4 separate regions of the Sus scrofa genome follow, and regions 1, 3 and 4 are each linked to region 2. Evidence: chromatin contacts called from public HiChIP or PLAC-seq and promoter capture Hi-C data. All regions are on one chromosome and are shown on one strand. Each heading gives the region's core, a stretch centred on a gene start, on an enhancer-like site or on the middle of the called end of the contact. The rest is flanking DNA. Distances are from core to core; before and after follow the strand shown.

Region 1 (3,497 bases), core at 739-3,238, 650 kb before region 2:
CATGGAGGTCAGTGATATGGAAAAGCATTTGAGCCAAGAGCCTAAGTGAACTGTAAGTGACTGCTGATTTTCTCCTCCACTCGGAATAGTCACTTACCCACTCAACACACACACCCAGGTCCTGCAACACATGCTGGACAGACAGTTCTTACCCTTACAGTGAAACTGAAGCCCAGAGAGGTTAAGTGGCCTGCCAGAGCCCTGACCTAGCACAGCAAGTATCTAAACTTAAGTTCTCACCACTAGCTAAAATAGCTTCTCGTTTTATTTTTGTTTTTCTATCCTAGCATAATGGCTCACCTATGACTGTCAGGAGGCGTGTTCTGGGCTCAGGGTCTTCTTTGAGGCCCAAGGGCGAGGGTGGGGTGAAGCAGGTTGGATTCATCAGACATAAAGGAGCCTTTTTGCACAGAGGGTACAGCCTAGCGTCACTGACACGCACCTCTCTGCCCAGCCGAGCCCGGGCTCAGTTCCGTCGGACACCTCCACTGCCCAAAGGAAGGGCGGTGCGGAGGTAAGCGGTCCCCCGGCACGCAGGGTGTAAAAAGCGAGTCATCTTGTGTCACCTCTGCCGAGCTTCAGAGGAAAATGTGACTTAAAAATACTCGGTAGAAGGGGGAAGAAGGGAGGGAGGAAACAATGCCTACACTTGAGGTGGGGCCCAAGAAATATTTGCCGGAAAGGAACCGTTCTGGGGAAGCCTCAAAGATCCCCTGTAGGACAGGCCAGTTTACGGATGAAAAGAAGAGAGGAGGGAGGGAGGAGGGAGAGGTCGTACCCAGGCAGTGCTTTGCTCCCGGAGGAGGAGTCCTCTTTTTTGTATTCGGAGTCCCCGGCCCCGCGACTCCCCCCCACGCGCCGTCCTCCCACTCCCCTCAGCCCGGGGCCCCTTCCCGACCCTCGGCCCCCTGGGATCGCGGCGGCTGCGCCCGGGGCGCTCTCTCCGCCCCGCCCTCACCAGCCCTGCCCGAGCCGGGAAAGCTGCCACCTCGCAGCACCCCGGGACCTGGCCAAAGCTCTGGGGCCTGCGATACGCGGAAAGAAGGGCCTCGGAGGCGGGGTTTTCGCCTCAGCCCTGGAGCCGGGAACCCTGGGGCTGGGGCCCGGGCCTTAAGAGAGCGCCCTACGCCTCGGAGCCCCGGAGGGCTGGCGTGCGGACGGCGCGAGGCCGCGGAAAGCTCGCGACACCAGGCCTCGCGCCCAGCGTGGCGCCGGGCAATCGCGAGCAGAGGTTCGGAGCCCGCCGAGCGGGGGCGGGCCCCGCCTCCTCGGCTCACCCGGGCCGGGGCCGGGCCGGGGGCTCGGCCGGCTCAGCCAATGGGCGCCGCGCTCGGGCCCCCTCCCCCGCCCCGGGAGGAGTCTGCGCGGGACCGCCGCTGGGGAGATCGTGAGCGACGTGCCGCGCCCGCGCCCCGACGTGCTCGCCGGGACCGCGCCGCGTCCCTGGAAGGAAGACAGTGACTTAGTGCGGACGCCAATTACGCACGCGGCGCCCTCGCGCCAGCCAGATTCCCGAACCCATCCCCGCCCGCGTCCCCAGCCCCGGCAGGGTCCAGCGCTCCAGGCCGGCGCCGATCGAGGCTTAGGGAGGCGCGCCGCCAGCCCAGGGCGCACCGCGCTGCCGGGCCACGGGGGAGGTCCAGGCCCGCGGAGGGGGCGGCGGGGGTCCGCGCCTTTGTTCCGGGCGGGGAGGGCCCGCGGGCGCGCTTCTCACCTTGCTGCTGGGCTCCATGGCCGCGCTGCGCCGGAGGCTCGGGCAGCGCCGGGTGCGCGGGCGGCGACGGGCTGGCGAGCGGGCTGCGCTCTGCGGCTCAGGCTTCTGCTCCGGTCCTGAGACTCCGACCACGACCCTGACTCCGACTCCGGTCGCTGGGCCTCCCGCTCGCTAGCGAGCCAGCTCCTGGGACCAGCGGCCCGCGATCTGAATGCTCGCCCGGGTTACCTCTGAGCGCCGGGACAGTCGCGTTTATAGGACCCCAGCCATTGGTTGGCGCGGCTGGTGCGCGGGGGGCGGAGGGGTGGGCAGGGTCTGGGGCGGGGCCTGGGGCACGTCCGGGGCGGGGCTCCGCGGGGAGGGGGCCCGGGCCCCGGCCCCGGGAAGGGGGCGGGGGGCTCGGCGCGGAGACCTTGCTCCGGCTGCGGGTCTCCCTGGGTCTCTGGGTCCCGGCGGCTCGCTGGCTGTGTGACCCTCAGCAAGTGTGCGCACCTCTCTGAGCCTCAGCGGCCTCCAGCAAAATGGAGGCGCTGCTACCGGCTGTGAGACAAAGTAGGAGCGGCCCAGGGTCGCGCTTAGGAGCGAGTCCTCACTTCGCCACCGGATAGCTTCGCGAAACCAGCGGTAGCGCTAGTACCACCTCATAGGTTTGTTATGAAGATTAAGTGAGTTAATATTTGTGGAGTGTTCAGAACAGCGTCTGTTACGTGGTCAGTGGTGTTTCAGTATGTCATAGGCTACGGGAGGTCTCGCTCCGCGGTCTCCTCCCTTTCCCTCTCCACCCCCACATTCCCGTTTGTAAGCGAAGCCTTGCTGTAGCACAGGCTGGGCCCCCTGCCTGGAAATCCGTACCCGCCTCTTCTCTGGACTTTATCATCACCTCCTCTGTGAAGCCTTCTCGGCCCCTGACAGTACCTGTGCCTCTGTGGTGACAGGTGAGTGTGGAAAATGTGAAGAACAATCACACAGGAGACCTTGGGTTTGAACCAGCTTCGCTGTAGACCAGCCCTGGGTGATCTAAGAAGCAGGCTGGCCCACGAGGCCCAGCTTTCTCCTGGCTAAACCAGAAGGATCACCCTGCCAACTTCATCTGCTCTCTGCAGAGCTCCAGTGTCCACAGACGCCCAGGCTGGCCGGCAGGAAGTCCCCCTCTCGTGGTAGTGGTGACAGTTCACCTTATTCCATCTGATGACCGCACCTCACTTCTTCTTGTAGAATTGTGTCTTATTTGAGACACAGTGAAAAGAAAGACACCCCGTCCAAAGGTCTGGACAAAATCCGAAGTTTAGGCTGGGGGTCCTGTTGGCTGTGGAGGGGGCCAGAAAGGGGTTACTTTCTGTGGGGAAGGCGGAGCCCAGCTGGCCACGTGACCCCTGGAGTCCTTTGTCTGGGCTGTGGGTCCTGTGCTGGCCTAGGGGGCAGCCTGGCTGGGCAAGGAGCCCTGGAAGGGAAGGCAGGCCCCCTCCCGGCACACCCTGCCTGCGACTCCAGAGTCTATGCTCTCTCTGCTGCTCGGCCTGAAAAGCTTGGGGCCGCCCCTCCTCTTCCCGAAGCCCCTGTGGATTTCATCTTCTCTACCCCCTCCCCCTCCTCCCCTTCCTGCTGCCTGCAGGGCCTCCAGAGCCTCTGGTTTCCGCTCCAGTGCTGACCCTCGCTCTCCTGTTTGGATGTCCGGCATTGCCTTCCTTCTTCCTTGGAGGCAACAAGGTCCCACCTGGCCAGCAAGGCCCTCAGGGGCCAGTGTACAGCCTCAGCCTCTGCCCTCAGACTGGTGCTTTCTACG
Region 2 (3,197 bases), core at 242-2,741:
AGTCGCAGGCCGGCACGAAGTAGTACTGGGAGACGTGCAGGGACACCAGCACGAACTGGACCTAAGACAAGGCCAGCGTCAGGGGCACCGCGAGAGGACCGCAGGCCGGGGGCAGAGAGACAGGCTGCCGGGGGGAGGGCCGGGTCGCAGGCGAGGTCGGTCGGACAGACCGGGCGAGCTGCGGGGGGTGGTCACGGCTCGGGCCCGGGCCGCTTACCAGCTGGATGGCTGTCATGTGCTTTTTCCACCAAAGGTAGGGCTGGGCCACAGGGCCCAGGGCGGACAACCCGTAGTACAGGTACATGACGACGTGCACAGAGGAGTTTATCATGGCGTGGAAAGAGCCCATTCCTCCTGCACGCGGACAGTGAACGGGGTCAGGAGAGTGGGGCCTCGGGTCCCCAGTGCGGGTCCCTCCTCCCCTCCCGCAGGGGCCTTCGCCGCTCACCTGGGGCAATTTTGACGCCCCACCACCAGCTCCAGGGGAGCACCGAGTGGTGGAAGACGTGGAGGAAGGTCACCTGTCCGTCCTTTTTCCGGAGAATAAAGATCACCTGAGAGAAGAGTGGGAGAGGAGTTTCAGAGCCAGGGGTGCCTCACGCCTTTCTCCCCGAGAAGTTCTCGAATCTCATGTGACGACTCACTGTGTCCATCAGCTCAATGAACTTGGAGAAGAGGAAGAGCCAGGCCACTCGAACCATCTGCAAGAAGTCAGAGCAGCCTTAGGACTCCCAAGAGCACGCAGAATACCCGAACTGCTCCTATCCCTAGGCTACTTAGGACCTGGCCTCCGGCCCCTACTTACCCTCAGGGCCTCCGGGCTGTTGGAAAAGTCCACTGGATCGCAGCGCCAGGTGTAGGTACTCAGCCAGCCTGACATCAGGAACTACAAAGGGACGTGGGTTAGACTGCCAGGCTTCCCGCCCCCTCCCCCCATTCTCTAGACAGAGCAATGCATCTGAAGCTCTCGGCAAAGGAGAGGCCACGCTCCGGCTCCGGCCTCCGGCCCGCCCCTTCTCCTGCCAGCAAGAATTAAAGCCTAGGCATCCCAGGGGCCCACCTCATAGACGATGTAGAGGGAAAGTGCCACCAGTGAGAAGTTGTAGACAACCATGAAGCCTCGGAGCTGGAAGGGCTTCCGATTGGCCATGAGGCGAGGCCCAAGTGAGAGAACGAAGTACACGTAGCTTAGGAGGATGGAGGTCATTAGCAGGGGGGACCCCATCAGAGGGTAGTTCTGGATCCGAGGATCTGTGAATAAGGGTCAGAGGAGTCAGGAAAGGTCACAGGGTCCCGAGAGTCCCCCACACCAGGTGTGCAGACATGAGGTCAGGTCACAAAGGAAGGGTCCGGGCTCTCCATTAGGAGACGGCTCTAGACCCAGGGGCCTCAGGGTGGGAAGGAGGCCGCGCCGGGGGCCAGCATCTCACCTGCGTGCTTCATCATCTCCTGGTACAAGTTCACCACAGCCTCCATCCCGGCTAAGGGTTCTGGCGAGGTATGGAGGGATGGGTGTCAGACGGGGCCGACTGCCTTCCTCCCCGCCCCCTAGCTTCACCCCTGACCCACAGACAGGACAGGGCCAGATGGGCAACAGCACCACCTCACTGCAGAAAGGATGGGGCAGTGAGAGGAAGCAATTGCTGAGGACGGGCTAGGAGGGGCCCTTCGGCGGGGCATCTGCTTCCCACACATCCTGCCTGCTGGGAAGGGCTGTCCCACCCTTCCTCTCCTCTCCTCACTCTGCTCCTCTCCAGGGATCTTCACTTCCTGATGCCCCTGCTGCCCCGCTTCTTCCGCAAGAGGACGCTCCACTTCTGGTCTCCTTCCAGAGAATCTCAGCTCTCACCAGCAGGAACTCCTCTCCCTGCCTCGCCAAAGCCTCTCAGTCTCCAGCTCTGGGGCTTCCTTCTCTCCAGGGATCCCCCCACTTCAACCTCTCCAGCCCCATTTCAGGATGCTCCGCTCCCAGACGGTCCCTCCTCTCTCCTCGGGGACCCTCAGCTCCTGGTCCCCGCTGGCCTTTCCTCCTCTCCCCAGCTGGGCACCGGCCCCGCCAAGGCTCTCCTCGGCCCGGCAGGGCTCTCACCTCCAGCCTCTCCTCTGGTCCCGGCGCTCTCCTGTCACTCTCCTCTCGGGGAGCCTGGCTCTTTGAGACTCCTGCCCTGGCGGCTCCACCTGTCTGACTAGATCTGGCACAGCCCCGCCTCTGCCCGCCCGCCCCGCTGAACTGCGCATGGGGTGGAGGGTGGGTCCAGGCCACAGGTCAGCGCCTGGAGGACCCACCAGGATTGAGAAAGCCATGTGATGCCTGAGTCCCACCATCCACCCATGCTGCACCCACGCTGGACCAGTCAGAAAAGCTAAGGTTCTAGGTTTTGAGCCAGGAACCCCCCACCCCCGAGACTCCATCCCCAACCCGAGCCTTGGCCCAAGGAGAACTGCTGAAAACCCACGCCCAGCATCCTCTCCTCAACTAGCCATGAATTCTCAGTTTGTCCTACCTCAGAATGGGTACGATTGATCCATCGCCCTTCTCTCCCAGGGAGGGGCAGAGAGGCCAGTGGCACGTGAGGGGGTGGGAGTGGGGAAGTCTCAGGAATCCTCCCCTCCCTCAGGGAGGGGTCCCGATGGGCTAGGCCCCCTCCCCCTCAGAGCCAGAAGGAATGTCGGAGGAGGGCTCACAGGGACACAAAAGCCTGGGCCCAGACCCGAGGAGAGCTTGGGACTCAGAGACAGTCCCTAAGGGACCAGGCGTCCCTGAACAGCTAGCATGGAGGATGCTCCCATCAGCCAGGCTCCCCCTGCCCAGAGAACCACCTGTGCAGGTGCAACGCCGCAGAGGCCTCACACGTGCCCCCTCACACACACGTCTCGCAGATGCCCCCCGCTCACCTCCACGCCGACCCACAACTGCCCCACCGCAGTCAGGCCCCACGTCCTCCCATACGCCGCCCCTCCCCATCATAGCTCTCCCCGGCCCGGCCCGAGAATCCGCTGCCCGTGGCCATAGCAAACATGTGCCCACCCGGAGCCCGCCTCCTGCCTGCAGCAAGTGCCCTCCTCTGAGAGGCCACCCTGGACTTTGACGTGCACGGTTTCTGACACCCAGGTCTGCTCCCGACTGTGTTCATGCTGACAAACACACCCAAACACAACATGCTCCTTCCCAGGACTCGCGTCCCCATGTGCAAATG
Region 3 (3,196 bases), core at 556-3,055, 620 kb after region 2:
TGGAGAAGGCTTGGGAGACCTAGCCAAGTCCCTCCCCTCTCTGAACTGCACCCCTGGCCGCTCTGCCATCCCCCTCCGCCCCCATCTCATCCCCACCCCCGTCCGACTTCTCAGGCTCCTCCTCCCACAGAATAAAATTGCAGTCTCTCTAGCTTTCAGATGATTGATCCCCGCGAACCCCTGGAAGTGCGCACTGCCAAGGAGCCCCCTTCTCCACCTTTGCCTCGCTGCCCTCCAGCTGGGGCCCTTGGAGGAAGCAGATGTCGTCCCCTTCGGGTAGGGCTGGAATGAAGCCAGAAGGCCGGGGCACTTGGGGGGGGGGGCTGAGGCTGGAGTTAGCCTGCCAGGCCCCCGGCCTTCTGCGCCTGCGTTCCCCCTAGAGAGAAGTCAGAGCAAATTCCATTCCCTTTGGAGCAGCGCCGCTAGGGACTGTGGGCACAGCTGGGTAAGGCCTGGGTCCTACTCCTTGGGACGCGAGGCCTGGGGGTCCTTTCTCCACTGACCCTCCCCTAAATTGGTTTGGTCAGCTCTATGCTGGCCATATTGTTACAGGGGCTGCAGATACCAACCTGGACCCCCACTTACCTCCCCAGGGAGACAGACCTGGGTTCCAGTTCCAGCTAAAGCAGAGACTTTGGCAGAGGGAGCTTTGCGGAGCCTGTTTCCTGTCCTGTAAAATGCACAAAACATATTGCTCCAGGCTGCCTTTGGGCAGCAATACTTGGCGGTTGGTGGAAAGGAGCTCCCATATTTGCTTACCTTAAGAGCCACCAGCTTTCAAGAAGAAGGGGCCTTTCGTACTGGCTGTCAGGGAACCACTGTTGCCCCCCGGCAGAGTGCCCTCTGCTCAGGGAGGGCACCAACCTGGAGAGATGGTCTCTTCTCTGCACCCTGATTCTAGCCTCACTGTCATCTGGCCAGGAAACCAGTTTTATTTGTTCCCTGGGGATAGTCAGCCTCTAAGAAGCTGATTCACACATGCGAAACTCCCACAAGATCAATTGAAGAGTGAGATTCCACGTTATTAATTTACTGTCAGAGGCACTGGGCAGTATAACAGGTGTCAGGCACAGACACTTCTTGCCAAGGCAGTTCTCAGGCTACACATGCCGTCCATTGCACAAGGCATCCCCCCCGGGCTCTGCCAACTCGGAACTTATAACCTGTTCACATTAGGGATGTAATCAGATCTGGGGAGGTCTGGAGACATTATTCTCATCAGCAAGATTATTTTCATTGTTACTTTGTTCCCAAACCTGGCAGGTATAGCATGTTTGTGATTTTTATTCTCCTGTGAACGAGTTGCAGGTGTCTTGTGTGCGCGCACTCGCCGCTCCCTGAGCAGGCTGTGGAGCCTGTGCCCCCTGCCCCCGTGGATTTGTGTAGGTGGATCTGTGTTTGTGGAGGAGTGACAGTGGGCACTGCAGCAGCTCTGTGTAGTGGTATGTATGGGTGTGCGTGCCTGGCTCTGGGTGGGGGCCGGCACGGGTGATCCAAGCCCCACCCCACCGCATAGGACGTAAATTTAATTGCTGGTCTCTCCCTCCTTCCCTCCCTCCCCCTGGGGCTTGTCAAAAAGGGCTGCCACACGGGGAAGGCGGGAGGGAGGCTGTTGAAAGAGTCCCCAGGTAGTGGAATGGGGTGAGGAAGAGGCTGAGACGATGGCAAATGGCCAACTTTCCTCCAGTAGACTGGGGGTGGGCTGGGGGCTGCGAAGAGGGCACTGAAGATCAGTGAAGCTTCTGGGACTGCCATGGCCAGGGACAGTGGGGCGTCCCCCCTCACGCTTCGGACTCCATATGAAGGGAGACAGACAGACTGCCAGATGCTCACTGCCAGTCTCCCAGAGACTGTCAAGACCTGTGGCTGGGGGTCGGGGGGAGGTGGGGGTGGAAGAAGAGGGGGGGGTGCTCAGAATTCAGTCCCCTGAGCCTCTATTCGGGAGAAAGAGTTTGGGGATTAATCTGGGGACAGGGAGGCAGCCTCACGCTTTAACCCATGCGGTGGGTAAAAGAGATTTTTCCCTGGGGTGTCTGGGCAAGTTGGAGACGTTGCCCGCGTGGGTTGTGCCAGGCAGCTGATGTAACACAAAGCATGTTTGCGTTCATCTGGAGAGATTTACAGATGTGTGTATGTTACCCACCTTGATCTAGAAAGGGCTTCAGGCAGCCACACAGTGAGTTGAGTCCCTGGGAGAAGCTTATGTGAAAAGGTTCTGGTTTGAAAAGCCGTCTCCACGAGGCAGGGACTAAAGTAGCCGTTTTTTTCCAACCAGAAGGAGGCCCCAAGGGAGGTAGGTTTGGGCCTAGCCCAGGTCAGAGCTGGGATGGCCTCCATCCCCAGCTGTGAGCTCCCGGCCCTGGGCAGCTGGCCCACGGGGTGGGAAGGGCACCGGCAGCCTGGACCACTGTGGGGAGAGGAGGGGCATTGGGCCAGAGGACCGAGAGGAGGACTGATGGGGTCAGACATCTTCGCTGGCTGGTGAGCTTCTTCCTGGGGCAGGGCAGCAAGAGGAGGGGCAGCTCGGTGGCTGGGCCCCACCCACTGCGGGCCAGGGCGTGTCTCAGGAGCTCCAGTTGCAGCGCTATTTCCTGGGAGGGCTGGGCCCGGGGTCAGATCCCCTAATGCTGACTGGTTTCACTTGTCATCATCAGCCTGCAAGATCAAGGCCTCTGCTGGGCCCCGGGGGAGTATGCTTAGGTGTAAGTCTGGTGGGATAGGATAAGACCAGACTCGCGCCGCTTCTGGAAGGCACTGTGGCAGCTGGCAGCGCTGGGCACCTTGGTGGAGGAGTGCTGAGGGGCCCTGCGGAGATGGTGGGGGAGGCTGGATGTGGCTTTGAGTTGCAGCCTGGCCTGACAGGGCGTGGAGCCCCAGCCTCAGCAGCTGGGCTCTGCTCTCAGATTCTTCCTCCCTTGAACTTGTAGTGGTCAGTGCCTGGCACCTTCCCCGCCCTGTCACAATGCAAGGGAGTGGGATAGATCGGTTCCAGACCCAAGAGCTGTCTCTGGGGCACCACGTGCCCTTCAGGCCATCCTGTTGTGCTTTCTTTGGCCCTGGTCCACGGGGACAGCATGAGCCAATTATGGGAATCGGAGCAGGGTCCAGACTGGATCCCAGCAGCTACAGGTAAAATTAGGCACACAGCTCAGAAACACTGACTTTGGCCCTGCCTGGGGTGCAGCCCTGATTTCCA
Region 4 (3,202 bases), core at 563-3,062, 750 kb before region 2:
AATCCAGAGGCAGGTTTCAGTTTATGGATCAACTTCGAACACACTATCACGTTCGCTTATTGTGTTTATGTCTGTGTCCCCACTGGATGCAAGCAGGGGCTGACTCGTCTCTGCCTGGTCCACTCATGCAGCTCAGGTTCCTGCAGCAGTGCCTGGCATGTAGCAACAGCTCAGTATTGTGAGTGAGCGGATTCGATGAACAAAAATTGAAAGTCTGACAACCCGTAAGCACTGGAAAGGAAGTGGGGAACGAGAACTCTTACACTGCTCATGTGCGTGCAGACTTGTACAATCTCTCTGAAAAGCAATTTGGCAACACCTAGTAAATTAGAAAATGTACCCCATAATTCTACTTAAATACAAAGATAAAATATTCATGGAAACAGTCAAGTTGCTGTGTGAGTGCAGCCTGAACAAAGGAACAGAATGGGGAGAGCAGAGCTTGGGCGTCTGCTGCTTCATTTTCGGCAGCTACTCTCCAGACCAAATCCAGGCCGTCTGTCCTACGGTGTCTGACGCTTTCGGTCTCTCACTCCCTTGCGAGACCCTCCCTTACAGGTCCCTTCTCGTTCCCCTTTCCTCCTTCCTCAGGTTCTCACCGCAAAAGCTCTGCTTCGTCTGGAGACTACCTGGCCGAGGTACTGACCCTTGGCGTGTGACTCTGGGCTGCCCCCCACCGTCTGGACCTCAGTGATCTCCTTTGGGAAACCTGGGAAGACACCTGTTCTGCCTGGAGGCAGGCAGGGCTCCCGTCACAGACCTCTCTCCATTCCAGCATCCCCTCCCGCAGACTGCAGGTGCGCCTTTCTCTCACCTCTGCTCTCTGTCTTTGCTTCAGCTCCTGCTGGGCTGATTTCTGCTTGGCCTTCTCAACTCTGCTAACGGGCTCTTTAACTTTGGACTTTTCTTTACGTGCAGGCGGATCCATGACTTGGCTTCGCAATACTTCTTAGCTCTCACCTGGATGGTGCAGAAGGAGGCCGATCTAAAAATACCCCCCCCAAACAAAACAAAACAAAACCCTCTAAAAAACAAAACAACGACAGCCAGAAAGAACGAACGAACTGCCCATTAGTTAACTTACTGCTGGCTTAACTAATGCCCTACCTCAGCCCCTTCTTTTGGCAGGGGCGGCAGAGGGAACCCAGGGGAGAAGGGCCACCGCACTGGAGGAGTTACGACGGGAGCTCCACGGCCACCATCTCGCTGGGCGTCCCTAGGCAAATCTCCTCCCCACTCTGAGCCTTGATTTTCTGTCTGCAAAATGGAGCAAGTCCATTGCCTGGCCCCTTCCAAGAGCTGCTCCCAAGAGTGAGGACCGAATTAGAAGGGCCCCGAGAACCGGTTCACACGCTCGCGCCCTGCATCCCGCGTGGGGCTGCCAGGATGGGGACGCCTCCGCGGCCCAGAGGGATGGGCCAGCCCAGGTCTCCAAGCGGGGCCGCGAGGAGGCCCATCCCCGCGCGGTCGCCGGCTCTCCGGCCAGAGCCGCCCCACCGCTGCCCTCCCAGACGGGCACCGCCCGCTCTGCCCGCCGGGCCCGCCCTCTGCCGCCGCCCCGCCCGGGCCCAAGCCCGGCCCCAGGGGAGCTCTCCCTCCTGCCGCCGCCCTGGCGGGGTGCAAAATGGCGGCGGGGGCGGGCGGCGCTCGGGGATCTGCGCCTCCCTCCCCGGCCTCGGGACGCGGGCCCCGCCGCGCCGCGCGCAAGGCCCCACGCGGGAACCCTCGCCTTCCGCTACCTTGGGGCCTGGAGTCCGAGCGGGCCGCGCCTCTGACGGGGCGGGGCCGCGGCCGGGCGGGGGCGGGGCCGGGGGCGGGGCCGGGGCGGGGCGCGGGCCGGCCTGGCGAGGCCCCGCCCCAGGAAGGCTGCGCGTGCGCAGAGAGCGTGCTGGGCTTCCCGCTGGGGCGCGCGGCGGGGGTTGGAGCTGGGGCGGGAGCAGGAAAACCTTTTCCCGGGAGTGTTTCCTGGGACAGCCGCTAGTCTTTGAAGGGTGACGTCTGCGTCCTGGGACTGGAATTGTGACTCTCTGGGGCTGAGTTTTCAGTTCGAAGAGTAGCCTTGGTGACTGCCGCCTTCTTGATTCGGAAGCTCGTTGGGAGCATGGTGAGGTCCTGTTCGCTTTGCAAAAGGGGCTTGCGGCAGAAGTACAGATGGCCAGTGTAAACAGAGAGAAACGTTCAGGTCCACCGAAAATCGGTAACTTTGCAACTGCAGTTCTACAACTACAGTAATTTTAGCTGGTTTTTACCTTCCCCTTATTAGATTATTTAGGACTGGAGGAAATGTACTTTGACAGCAGAAGTCTGGTTCAGTCTAGAAATAATAACAACAGCAATAACTACCTCTCTCCTGGGATTCGATTCCAGGCACTGTTCTTAGAGCTTCACATTAACTCATGTACTCCTCAAATAAATATGTATAATAATATACTATGGGAGTTGCCTTTGTGTTCAGCAGGGTAAGAACCCTGAGGTGTGGGTCCCATCCGTGGCCTTGTTCGGTGGGTTAAGGATCCTGCGTTGCTGTAGCTTGCGGTGTAGTTTGCAGATGTGGCTTGGATCTGGCGTTGCTGTGTCTGTGGCATAGGCTGGCAGCTGCAGCTCTGGTTTGACCCCTAGCCCCAGAACTTCCATATGCTGTAGATGTGACCCTAAACAGAAAAAAAAAAAAATACTCTTATTATCCCCATTTTACAAATAAGGAAACAGAGGCCCAGAGATGTTAAGTGACTTGTCTAAGATCACACAGCTAGTAAGTCCCTAGCAAGTGTTTCAGTCAGTATTTAGTGTAGGACAATGGCCTATCCAAAAGAAAACATTTTCAAGACCACTCCTTTTCTTCCACTAAGGACTTGAAACCAAGGATGGATTCTAAGCAACGCTGAAGGTGTAGCCCAGATGAACTCTCACACACTTTCAGCCAAAGTGTAAATGATCACAGCCTTTTTGGGAGTCAGTTTAGCACTGCATATCACAAGCCTTGAAAATAAGCACAACCCCACAAAAAGACAAATACTGCATGAATCCATTTCTATGAGATATCTAAAGCAGTCAAACTCTTAGAAAGTAGATTGGTGATTGCCAGGGGTTGTGGGAAGGGGAAAAGGGAGTTGTTCAATGGATATAGAGTTTTAGTTCTGCAAAACAAAAAACATATGGAGATCAGTTGCACAACAATGTACATACAGTGGATACCACTGTA

Evidence for each region. Promoter capture Hi-C pulls out the DNA fragments that hold promoters and counts their contacts. HiChIP or PLAC-seq counts read pairs in DNA pulled down with a chosen protein or histone mark.
Region 1: a contact with region 2 is called in a promoter capture Hi-C map of fetal liver, with 4 times the contacts expected there. The contact joins the promoter of SLC2A1 here to the promoter of ELOVL1 in region 2. A contact is called at or near these places in 1 of 5 promoter capture datasets (fetal liver), 1 of 47 Hi-C or Micro-C datasets (heart right ventricle) and 1 of 2 datasets of contacts at active chromatin or transcription factors (skeletal muscle).
Region 3: an H3K27ac HiChIP or PLAC-seq map of alveolar macrophages shows a contact between it and region 2. The contact joins the promoter of SLC6A9 here to the promoter of ELOVL1 in region 2. A contact is called at or near these places in 1 of 5 promoter capture datasets (fetal liver) and 1 of 2 datasets of contacts at active chromatin or transcription factors (alveolar macrophages).
Region 4: a promoter capture Hi-C map of fetal liver shows a contact between it and region 2, with 5 times the contacts expected there. The contact joins the promoter of SVBP here to the promoter of ELOVL1 in region 2. A contact is called at or near these places in 1 of 5 promoter capture datasets (fetal liver) and 1 of 2 datasets of contacts at active chromatin or transcription factors (alveolar macrophages).

The regions. Positions count from the first base shown.
Region 1 is chr6:168,533,889-168,537,385 of Sscrofa11.1, reverse strand. SLC2A1 (solute carrier family 2, facilitated glucose transporter member 1) reads right to left here and starts at 1,988. Exons shown (of 10, transcript XM_021096908.1): 1 at 1,715-1,988. The coding sequence starts at 1,732.
Region 2 is chr6:167,882,268-167,885,464 of Sscrofa11.1, reverse strand. It overlaps ELOVL1 (ELOVL fatty acid elongase 1), which reads right to left and starts at 1,491. Exons shown (of 7, transcript NM_001167647.2): 1 at 1,431-1,491; 2 at 1,061-1,251; 3 at 806-886; 4 at 645-701; 5 at 449-554; 6 at 218-354; 7 at 1-61. The coding sequence starts at 1,476.
Region 3 is chr6:167,265,802-167,268,997 of Sscrofa11.1, reverse strand. It overlaps SLC6A9 (sodium- and chloride-dependent glycine transporter 1), which reads right to left and starts at 1,805. Exons shown (of 15, transcript XM_021096817.1): 1 at 760-1,805; 2 at 586-670.
Region 4 is chr6:168,627,619-168,630,820 of Sscrofa11.1, reverse strand. SVBP (small vasohibin-binding protein) reads right to left here and starts at 1,812. Exons shown (of 3, transcript XM_021096913.1): 1 at 1,740-1,812; 2 at 815-985. The coding sequence starts at 928. All of the region lies in intron 1 of ERMAP (erythroid membrane-associated protein), which reads left to right.